Linked DNA regions of Pungitius pungitius: region 1 is linked to region 2. Evidence: chromatin contacts called from public Hi-C data. All regions are on one chromosome and are shown on one strand. The core of a region is the stretch at or near the end of the contact, and the rest is flanking DNA. Distances in the headings are between cores, read along the strand shown. Region 1 holds the start of cks1b (CDC28 protein kinase regulatory subunit 1B). Region 2 holds the start of dpm3 (dolichyl-phosphate mannosyltransferase subunit 3, regulatory).

Region 1 (4,264 bases), core at 579-3,078, 150 kb after region 2:
GCAGCAACATGTCACTCAAAGCCGCACTGTGATGTTTCAGAGTCAAACTTCATTTAGGATCCAGCCTGTCTGGCCTTTGACCTGAGCCTGACCCAGGAAACACTCAGTAAGAGTAACTGAAATGTTTGTACAGGTTTCACTCCCCATATCTTTTAACAATTGTTCTAAAAAGCTGGAATATCCAAGCAGGTTGAGCCAGTTTGACAGTTTTCAAAAGACCGTAAACTGATGTGAAGGTTTCCTGGCAAACGACGCATCGCTGTTATCACATGAAAAAGTCTTTCCCTGAAGAGACGGGTGATGGATTTTTTTCCTTCAACGCATACTCCAAGTCCACAACCAGTGTTCAGAAATGTCTCTGTCCTTCTTCAGGTCCAACATGATCAGCCCAAATCACAAGTCACCTACCACACAAAAGTTTGGGAATGACAGCAAAATCCTCTGGTTCGATGAGTACAGCTGTGGCAAGTAGGACTGACCTTTCCAAGGACTCTAAATTTCTCTCCCTTTATGCTTTTTGGCTAGGAAGAGGGCGACGGAACAGCAAAATGTGAGGCTCTGAAAGAAAGTGAACAGCATATAAAAATCATACTTCAGCTCCATTCATTGCATATTCGTTTCTTTAAAAAGTGGATCATATTATATAAAGCGCAGAAGGGATTTGAAAATAAAAAAAGTGTCCGTGGGACTGCAGGATGGGGGAAGACTGTGGTATTGAGATGCTTTGAGGAAACCCCTCCCATATTTTTATATATACCATTTAAAGGCCGTGGATTGGGGTGACACAGCTTCATAATAAAAGCTGCAACTCGACCCATTTCCAACGTAGCTTTAACTTTGAATCATTTTGTTTGTGTTGAACATGTGACAACTAAAAAAGTAAAACAAGTTGTTCAGTTTGTATGTACGGCAGCAAAATAAATTGCTGGCAAAGTCCGATTTAAACGAATATAACGTTACACTTTACACCAGTCAGAAGAACGTCTACATACGTTAGTGCTCTACGTCGGAATCCCGAATTCCCATTTGATCAAAACCGACGCTTTGCCTCTTCATTGTGACATGACATTAATACCTGGCTGGTGGATCATGTAATGCACCCATCCCTGGCTCTGCTGGACACCCAGGTTCCTCCACTCGGTCTCAGACATCAGATGGGTCTTGGGTACACGCTTTGCTATGTCCTTAGGAAGCATTACATGCCTGTCGAAGAGTGGATTAAATGATGAGTGGGGAGATCAAAAATGACCATGACGTGACGAGTTATGAACTGCCAAAAGTTTTGTAAACATGTCAGCTGGCGAAGGAGGTTACAAAATAACGTTAACAACAAGGTAATGTCAAATAAAAGCAGAATAACCACGAGTCTTACACACCTGTACTCGTATTTTTCATCGTCATATTTATCAGAGTAGTAGATCTGTTTGTGAGACATGGCGCAGCCCTGTTGGAAAGATGTTAGCATTAGTGGACATTCAGTTAAAAAACACCAAGTCAAATCAGACAAAATATTTAGTGGACAACGTGACAGCCAGTTTGAGTTTGCCTCGCTAAGTGAGTGTGGCTAACAGTTAAGCTAACGTGTCCGGAGTTAGCCGAGAACAAGCGTTTATCTTTGATAAGTTACGTAAAGGCCAAACTACTTCCTACCAACGGGTGACACAATGGATGCGGCTTCAAAATTACCTTGTGTGATTGCCAAAGAATCCTGAGTAGAAATGGCCTATTATTCCAGTTCTTTATACGCCCAGCAGTTGCAGGATGTTCGTCCCTCTTTGTTTCCCTCTCGAATGTTTGCTAGCCCGCTTTCTACCGTTCAAATAGACCTCGCCCCATCCTATTGGTCGAGCCAACCGGTTAACTCTCTTGCCATTGGTCTGTTCCATTTGTCGCATGAATATTACGTCGGCCCTTATCGGTTTTCTAATTGGTCACCATAATAGCAAAAAAAGAGCACATGGAACATGGAACATAAATCCACACATGACATACGATAGTCATTACATGATCACTGACCCATAGTTTTTTACTGTATTGCCATGTTAACATGTCTTTATAGACTCTCAATGTATTATAAGACATCAACATTTGTTCTAACTCATTTTATAGATTAATCTGCCATAATCATAAGAAAAATCAAACAGATATACATGTTTGGCATAAATGCATTTCACCCGTATAACCATATAAATAAATAATTCATTGACAGTATGTTGCATTACAAGGAAATAGTTATTTAGCTAATAACAGCCAACTATCGAAAATTCTACTTACACATTAATGCATCAAATTAAGACAATACTTTATTGTATATGTAGAGGCGATACATTTTATATCCATTTAATGTTATGAACGGTGTTTATTATTTTACTGAAGAAGTTAAATCTTTCTTTTATACTGTAATTTACATATGCAATAATCTGGAATTACAGACTCCATATTTTCTTGTCCTTCTGATTTCACATATACACCAGTGTGAGAATGTCTCGTTTATATATTAAAATGTTACATATTACATAGCAAAACGGAAGCAGGATGATGAAAATGATTGCTGAACAGGAGCAATCGGAGTGGAGGGGAAGTCCACTCTGGTAAGTACCGCCGTTCAAATATAACTGTGCAGACGTGTCAGTGTGCGGCTGGTCCTGGCTGCCGCTCCCTTCTGCACACACACACATATATATAGATCCACACGCATGCATCTGAAGGGTTCGGTTCACACGTGAAGTTGTATTATTAAAGACTTGGAGAAGGGTCTACTCATCACCTGCCACTCTCACCTGCGAGCGTCAATCACGCTGGGCTGCGCGTCGTTTTCCAGACTTCAGCCTTCTCTCCAATTGGTCCAGCCTTGGTCCAGGGGCGGGACCTCGGTAGCATGTGCTGAAATTCCATTGGACGAAAAGTGCCGTGAGTGACGTGACGCAGCTTGGAATTCCCAAAGTTCCCAAGTTCACAGGAAGAGAGCAGCGTTGTTATTCCGTTAAGCAAAACGTTTTGAAAGGAAAAAACAGCGAGCGACTGAGGTGTAAACCAGTTGGGTAAATGAAACGTCTTCTTTGTGTTCTTTGTGACGCAGTCGAAGCGCTCGCGACAGAGCTCGGCCTTTGAGGACGCGGAAGAGTGGGAGTGGGAATAGTCAGCCGACCATCCTTTGTTTACCATTACGTCCGAACTCTCTATGTGGTCGCGTCAGATACTCGAGCCCCTTTATTGTGTTTTCCACGTGTGCTTAAACAGAAGCTTCGCGCACACGTGAGTATTAACCGTGGTATGTGCGCGTGTGGATCAATGAACGGCTCGTGCCTGGGATTTGACCATTTTTGGGTAATTGAACCGCCTCGCGGATTCACCGGACGGACGATCCGAATGAACGGCCCAAAATAACAGCGGCGATGAAGACAATCCGCTGGTCCCTGTTTGTTTTCCGCGAGCCCTCTTTTAAACTGCGTGTTTTGTGGACGCCAACACGCGGTTACGTAACCCGTCTCAGCGACCGTCTGGGGTTTAACCCGTACATCTTTGCAGGGAATTTAGGTCCCAACCCTAACTCCAACATGAATGCATACTTAAATCCCCTCAGGCCAGAATTTGTATGATCGCCATCAAAATATGACACACAATAAACCCCAAATTGTCGTTTTGCTATCATTTCATGTCCCATTCACGTACATACTTTTCGTTTTGACTTAGCCGACCCATATAAACAAACAAATGGTGATGACGATGATGGAAACGTATCACCAGGCATGCATTGAGAATCCATCAGGCATGCTCAATAAACACACTTAATTTCTGTCGTCGTCTGCAGAAAATCCCAACAGCTGAGTCTGCACCGAGCTGTGCCAAATTAAGCCCAGACGAGGGCGATGTCTGACAGCAGCAGCAGCACAGGCAGCAGTGGCTCCTCAACCAACAGCTGGACCCTCCTCTCCCCCGAGGTATGACACAGGAAACTGAAACACGAAGCTCTGCATGACCGGTTATTATTTGGAGGACAGTTATTTTCTCTGCTTGTGTATACAAGTTTAAGACATGGCATGTCTGCACTTGGCCCCTTGAAGCCTGCCTCAACGATACATGTGTGGCGATGTATCTTAACTGTATGTGCAGGTATTTATGCATAGCTGTATGTCTGTTAAGACACCACATTTAAGACCAAATACTTTTATTGTAAAAGGAAGATGATCCTCCGAGTTATCTAAAATACACCCAACAATTAATTTTATGCAACACCCACACATTGTACCTTTATCAAGGTAGG
Region 2 (4,577 bases), core at 594-3,093:
TCTCCTATCGGGACTCCTCGCTCTCATTCTCTTCTGTTTCAGCGCCCCTCCCACTCGCAGGCTGTTGTGTTGTGTCTGCCAGGCCTCCTCGGCTGGAACACAGGTTTCCTGAGTAGTGAAACGGAACCGGAGCTGGCAGGGGGATACACTGAGAAACGCCAGCTCGGCTGTTCCCACTGAGCGATGCAACGCAGGCAGAGCACAGCACGCGCTGTGATGTATGGCATGATGTGGGTGATCCCACCTGCATTCAGTTCATTCCATCGATGCAGTGGAGTAACTTTCAGAGGTGGATATGTATCATATCAAAACTTACTAAGTGTGGCAAGAAGCTCCAGGAGGTTTTGGGTTTAAGATGTGTACATTTTATTGAACAATTTGTTTATTTTAGACACAAATGGGTATTTATGGCGCGAATTGACAGAAGAAATGACGACAATCAGTAATAATTGAATCATTAATGAATTACTTTTGTTGTCCAGATTTAATTTGGGGTGGGATTTTAAATAGGGACATTTTGGAAAGCTCACCAAATACTTGCAGCACATCGATCAATAATGGAAGACATCATTAGCCGCAGCTTCTTGTGCCACAGCTCCTTGTGAGGCAGAAAACGCAGTATACAGGGCAAACATTTGGGCCATAGCATATACCATGACAGTTATACAAAGCCATTCACAAGATAAGTCATCTTGGAACAACATTGCAGACTTCAGGATTTCAAGATTTATGTTTCAGCACACCAACATAAACCAGGTCTATATTCTAGTCTTGCATAGAACAGTCTCCATAAACAGAAGCAACAGACTTTGCCCCTCTGGCAGACGCACAGATTGTCACTCACACCATTAACACTGGTGCAGACAAACATAAACACCGCCGTCCTAAGAATAACTCTCCATTTTTCCCAAAAGAATGATGTTTATTTCTCAGTGGCTCTTTAGTGTGTCCCACTCCCCAGCTAACTGGATGATGTTTAAGTCTACCACTCCTCCTCATTTCACCCTGTAGAGGTCTGTGCCCTCTGCACCTGGAAAGTTCACCTCCCTGAACGAACAGACATGCCTCCAAGCAACTAAGGAGACAGAGAGATCAAACAACAGTCGGCTCCCTGAGGCCCCTAATGAAATTGTTGGTGGATTCCTCACTCTGGAACAACATTAGTATTTAAGAATAGCTTTCAGCTAGCGCTAATGGTAAACTCATTTGTAAAATGCCTTGTCTAAATAAATAGGATGGCATGGAGAAACAGTTAACGGTCTAATGTGAGATAAAAGCCTGAGTGGGGGCCTCATTATAGACTCAGTTGAAACAAATATTTTTTTGTCTCTCAACTGACAGGGTGCTGGTATTGTTAATACATATACAAATACAAATACATATACATAATACAAAAGTCTAGGGCAGCGTTTTAATGAAAAACATAAAAAGTGACAGCATTTATTGAAGAGTATAATGAGGGGATGTAGTAAGTAATCTTTCTCACCACTATCTTCTTAGTTATAGAGGCCAATATCTACAACAAAACTGGCGACACAATAAAGCATGGGTTAAGTAGTACAAGTAACAAGAGTACAGTAATATATATGTATATAGAAGAATAAAAAAATCATGTAAACATTATATTAGAAACATTTAAAAACGTGGAACAAAATTATTTAGTTATTATTTTCTTATATCTCAAATAATGTACTTGAGGTCTACAAATTATTACTGATAACTATTTAAGCGTCTGATTAAATAGGTTTTTGATTCTGAATAATTAATTTTGTGGAAATGATGACCTTTATAATCCAAATTCAGTAGATATGTCGGAATTGGAATAATTGACTACATTTCCCAGCAGACATCACGGCTTACGTCATAAACGCGCGCTCCGCTGAGGTGGCTTTAGAGAGGTAAACACGTCGATACTTTCTTGGAAATGCATTTATTGAAATGAATGCTATGCAAACGAATGAATGGACCTCTTAGTTTAGTGTATTTCGTACGCATGTCTACCCTTGCTGCCTAATGTTATTTGCTTTGTCCTTCTTGTGTGTTGTAGCCATCGATAACGCCCAAAAGCTAACACGGTGCTACCATGGTGTGCTAAAGCTAACTGAATGAAGCCTTTTAGCCGATCCTTTCTGTTTCAGGTGCTTTTCTGCGGCTGCTCACCTGAAATCCCCGCGGCAGCTCTCGCCATGACAAAACTTCTGGAGTGGCTGTTCGGTGGGTCCGTGGTGGGAGCAGTCTGGGCTTTGGTCTCCTTCGACCTGTTGGACCTGAGCCTGCCTCAGACTTACAGAGAGGTGGCCTGGCCGATGCCTCTATACCTGCTGGTTTCATTCGGCTGCTACTCGCTGGCCACGGTGGGCTACAGGGTGGCCACCTTCAATGACTGCGATGAGGCGGCCAAGGAACTGCTGGAGCAGATCCAAGAGGCCAAAGTGGACTTAAAGAAAAGGGGCCTAAAGATGTAGAAGAAAGTGAGAATGACTGTGTAGAAACCTTAGAGAGACTAAACGGGATGCACGGACTGTTCAGATTGTTTAGGATGTCGGATGAAACACTTTTCTCCGAACCGTCACCCTTTTTTTCTTTTGTTTCCAGCAGACATGCTCGAACATCAATCACAGTCACCCATTATGCAGCTATTCTTCTTATTCAGTCACCTCTTGCAGATTGGATATTGATCAAATGGGCTTCAGGAAATTAGAAATTATCAGCCTGATGGATGTTGTCTGGGTTTCTTGTAAGTGACAGCACATCAGTGTGCACCATGGAGCCACATGTTTAATATTCCTACCATTAAAAGACCTCTTTCATGAAGTGAAACATTAAACTACACCAGCTGGTTTGAAGATGTTTAGAGCTGTTGGTTTCACTGCATGACACACCTGCAACCAGATTCTTTAAAAATGATTAAAACTGTTACACAGTAGTGTATTTTGTTGCTAAATGCACACACTTAATCCCCTCCGACTGTCACTGGTCAGAAAAAAGATAAAATCACTAAATATTGTCCAGGGATTTGTGCTTGTTTGTTTGGACTTTATTTATTCTGTAAAGAAGTGTACATTCCATTGTCCAACTTTCAGACTTGTGCCCTGTATGTATCGCTGAAAGTTAATTAAACTGCATTCTATTTTCTGCAGTTTTTCTGCCTGAAGATGTGTGTGTGTATTGGAGGTTTGCATAGAGCCAGGAGGTACGCAAGAATGTTCCTTCTCCGAGCATAACCCACATAGCCCGAGGCCTTTATATCATTTTCTCAATGCCTCTCTCTGTGCAGGAGACAGACTGCTTTTGTTCCAGTTTTGTCGTTGACGACATGACTACACTTTATACAGCATTTCCCTTTTTTTCCCTCACAGAGGTTTACTCCAAACCGAGAATGTTCGCTACGTATGTAGTCCTGAACTGATCTGATGTTGGCCAGTACAGTTCTTTTGTTTGCGCTTTTAAATGCTGCCTATGCTCATTTTCAGTGAGCTCCCGCTGGGCTAGAACAAAGCATAGCTCGGCCAAAGGCATCATTACTGGGTTTCAAAAGCTCTCATAACTTAAGAAGAAATACAAAAGCGTTAGCTGCAGCCCCATCATGCCTTGCACTGTCAGCCCCCCCCCTGTGGACGTCCGCAAGCTGTTGCAAGAAGGGATGAAAGGCAACCTGTTATTTAACAGAAAATCTACTTTTGGAAATTACACCAAAGGGTTTCCTTGGTAGTTATGTTCTCACTCGTAACCACATGTGACATAGGTAAATCGCTTTTCTTTGTCTCAATTTTTTCCATATCTAACTTTGAAGCCATCCATCTGCAGGCAAACGTACAAATCAAAATAGGCCAAACATTTTACAGACCCTGTGGATGCAGCACAAATAGTTTTGTGTTGTTCCCTTTAATCCGTTATTTCATACAGTAAGCTCCATCCCAGACTCATCTCTTTACGTGATGACAGACATTAAGTATAATCCTTGTACAGACAGCGATGTTTCAAAAGCCGTCCCATCAGAAACAAGCACAAAGCTTTTTTGTCCTTTTTCTTGGATCTGCATGTTTTTAATTTACAGCCAATGTGAGTTGCAGTATTTACGACAGAGGGACCGCCTGGTAGAGCACAGTAACACAAAGCGTGTAGCAGTATTGCAGCCACACATGTCAATATCTTGGCTTACCTTGAGTATTTCTACCTTCTCTTGACAATGATCTTATACCTGCAGGAATCAACATTCACACAGTCCCACATACTTTATATTATCATTGTTATCATTTACATTACATTACATGTCATTTAGCTGACGCTTTTATCCAAAGCGACTTACAATAAGTGCATTTCCACATAGCGATACAAACTCAGAAGAACAAGTAACAACAAAGTACAATTTTCATCAAATAAGCAGTTTCAAAACATGCTATAGAAAAGTGCCATTATAAGTACAATTTAAGCTAAAAGTGATTTAGATCACTTTTAGCTGAAAGCTTAACTAAACGAGTTTTGAATTAATGAAGCTGGTTTGTTGTGATTTAAACAAATAATTTATCCACTTGTATAAGTAAGTTCTGTAGACTTAACTCATATCAAAGTCATCT

What was found. Hi-C and Micro-C count contacts between places; a contact is called where the count stands out from the background.
Region 1: a contact with region 2 is called in a Hi-C map of muscle, with 2.0 times the contacts expected there. The contact joins the promoter of cks1b here to the promoter of dpm3 in region 2. A contact is called at or near these places in 2 of 2 Hi-C or Micro-C datasets (both in muscle).

Annotation. Positions count from the first base shown.
Region 1 is chr17:7,462,643-7,466,906 of fPunPun2.1, forward strand. cks1b (CDC28 protein kinase regulatory subunit 1B) reads right to left here and starts at 1,829. Exons shown (of 4, transcript XM_037473573.2): 1 at 1,687-1,829; 2 at 1,377-1,444; 3 at 1,076-1,203; 4 at 1-558. The coding sequence starts at 1,435. The coding sequence ends at 509. It overlaps pbxip1a (pre-B-cell leukemia homeobox interacting protein 1a), which reads left to right and starts at 2,891. Exons shown (of 10, transcript XM_062558321.1): 1 at 2,891-3,036; 2 at 3,812-3,941. The coding sequence starts at 3,870.
Region 2 is chr17:7,312,975-7,317,551 of fPunPun2.1, forward strand. It overlaps dpm3 (dolichyl-phosphate mannosyltransferase subunit 3, regulatory), which reads left to right and starts at 1,844. Exons shown (of 2, transcript XM_037473570.1): 1 at 1,844-1,898; 2 at 2,139-3,142. The coding sequence starts at 2,187. The coding sequence ends at 2,465.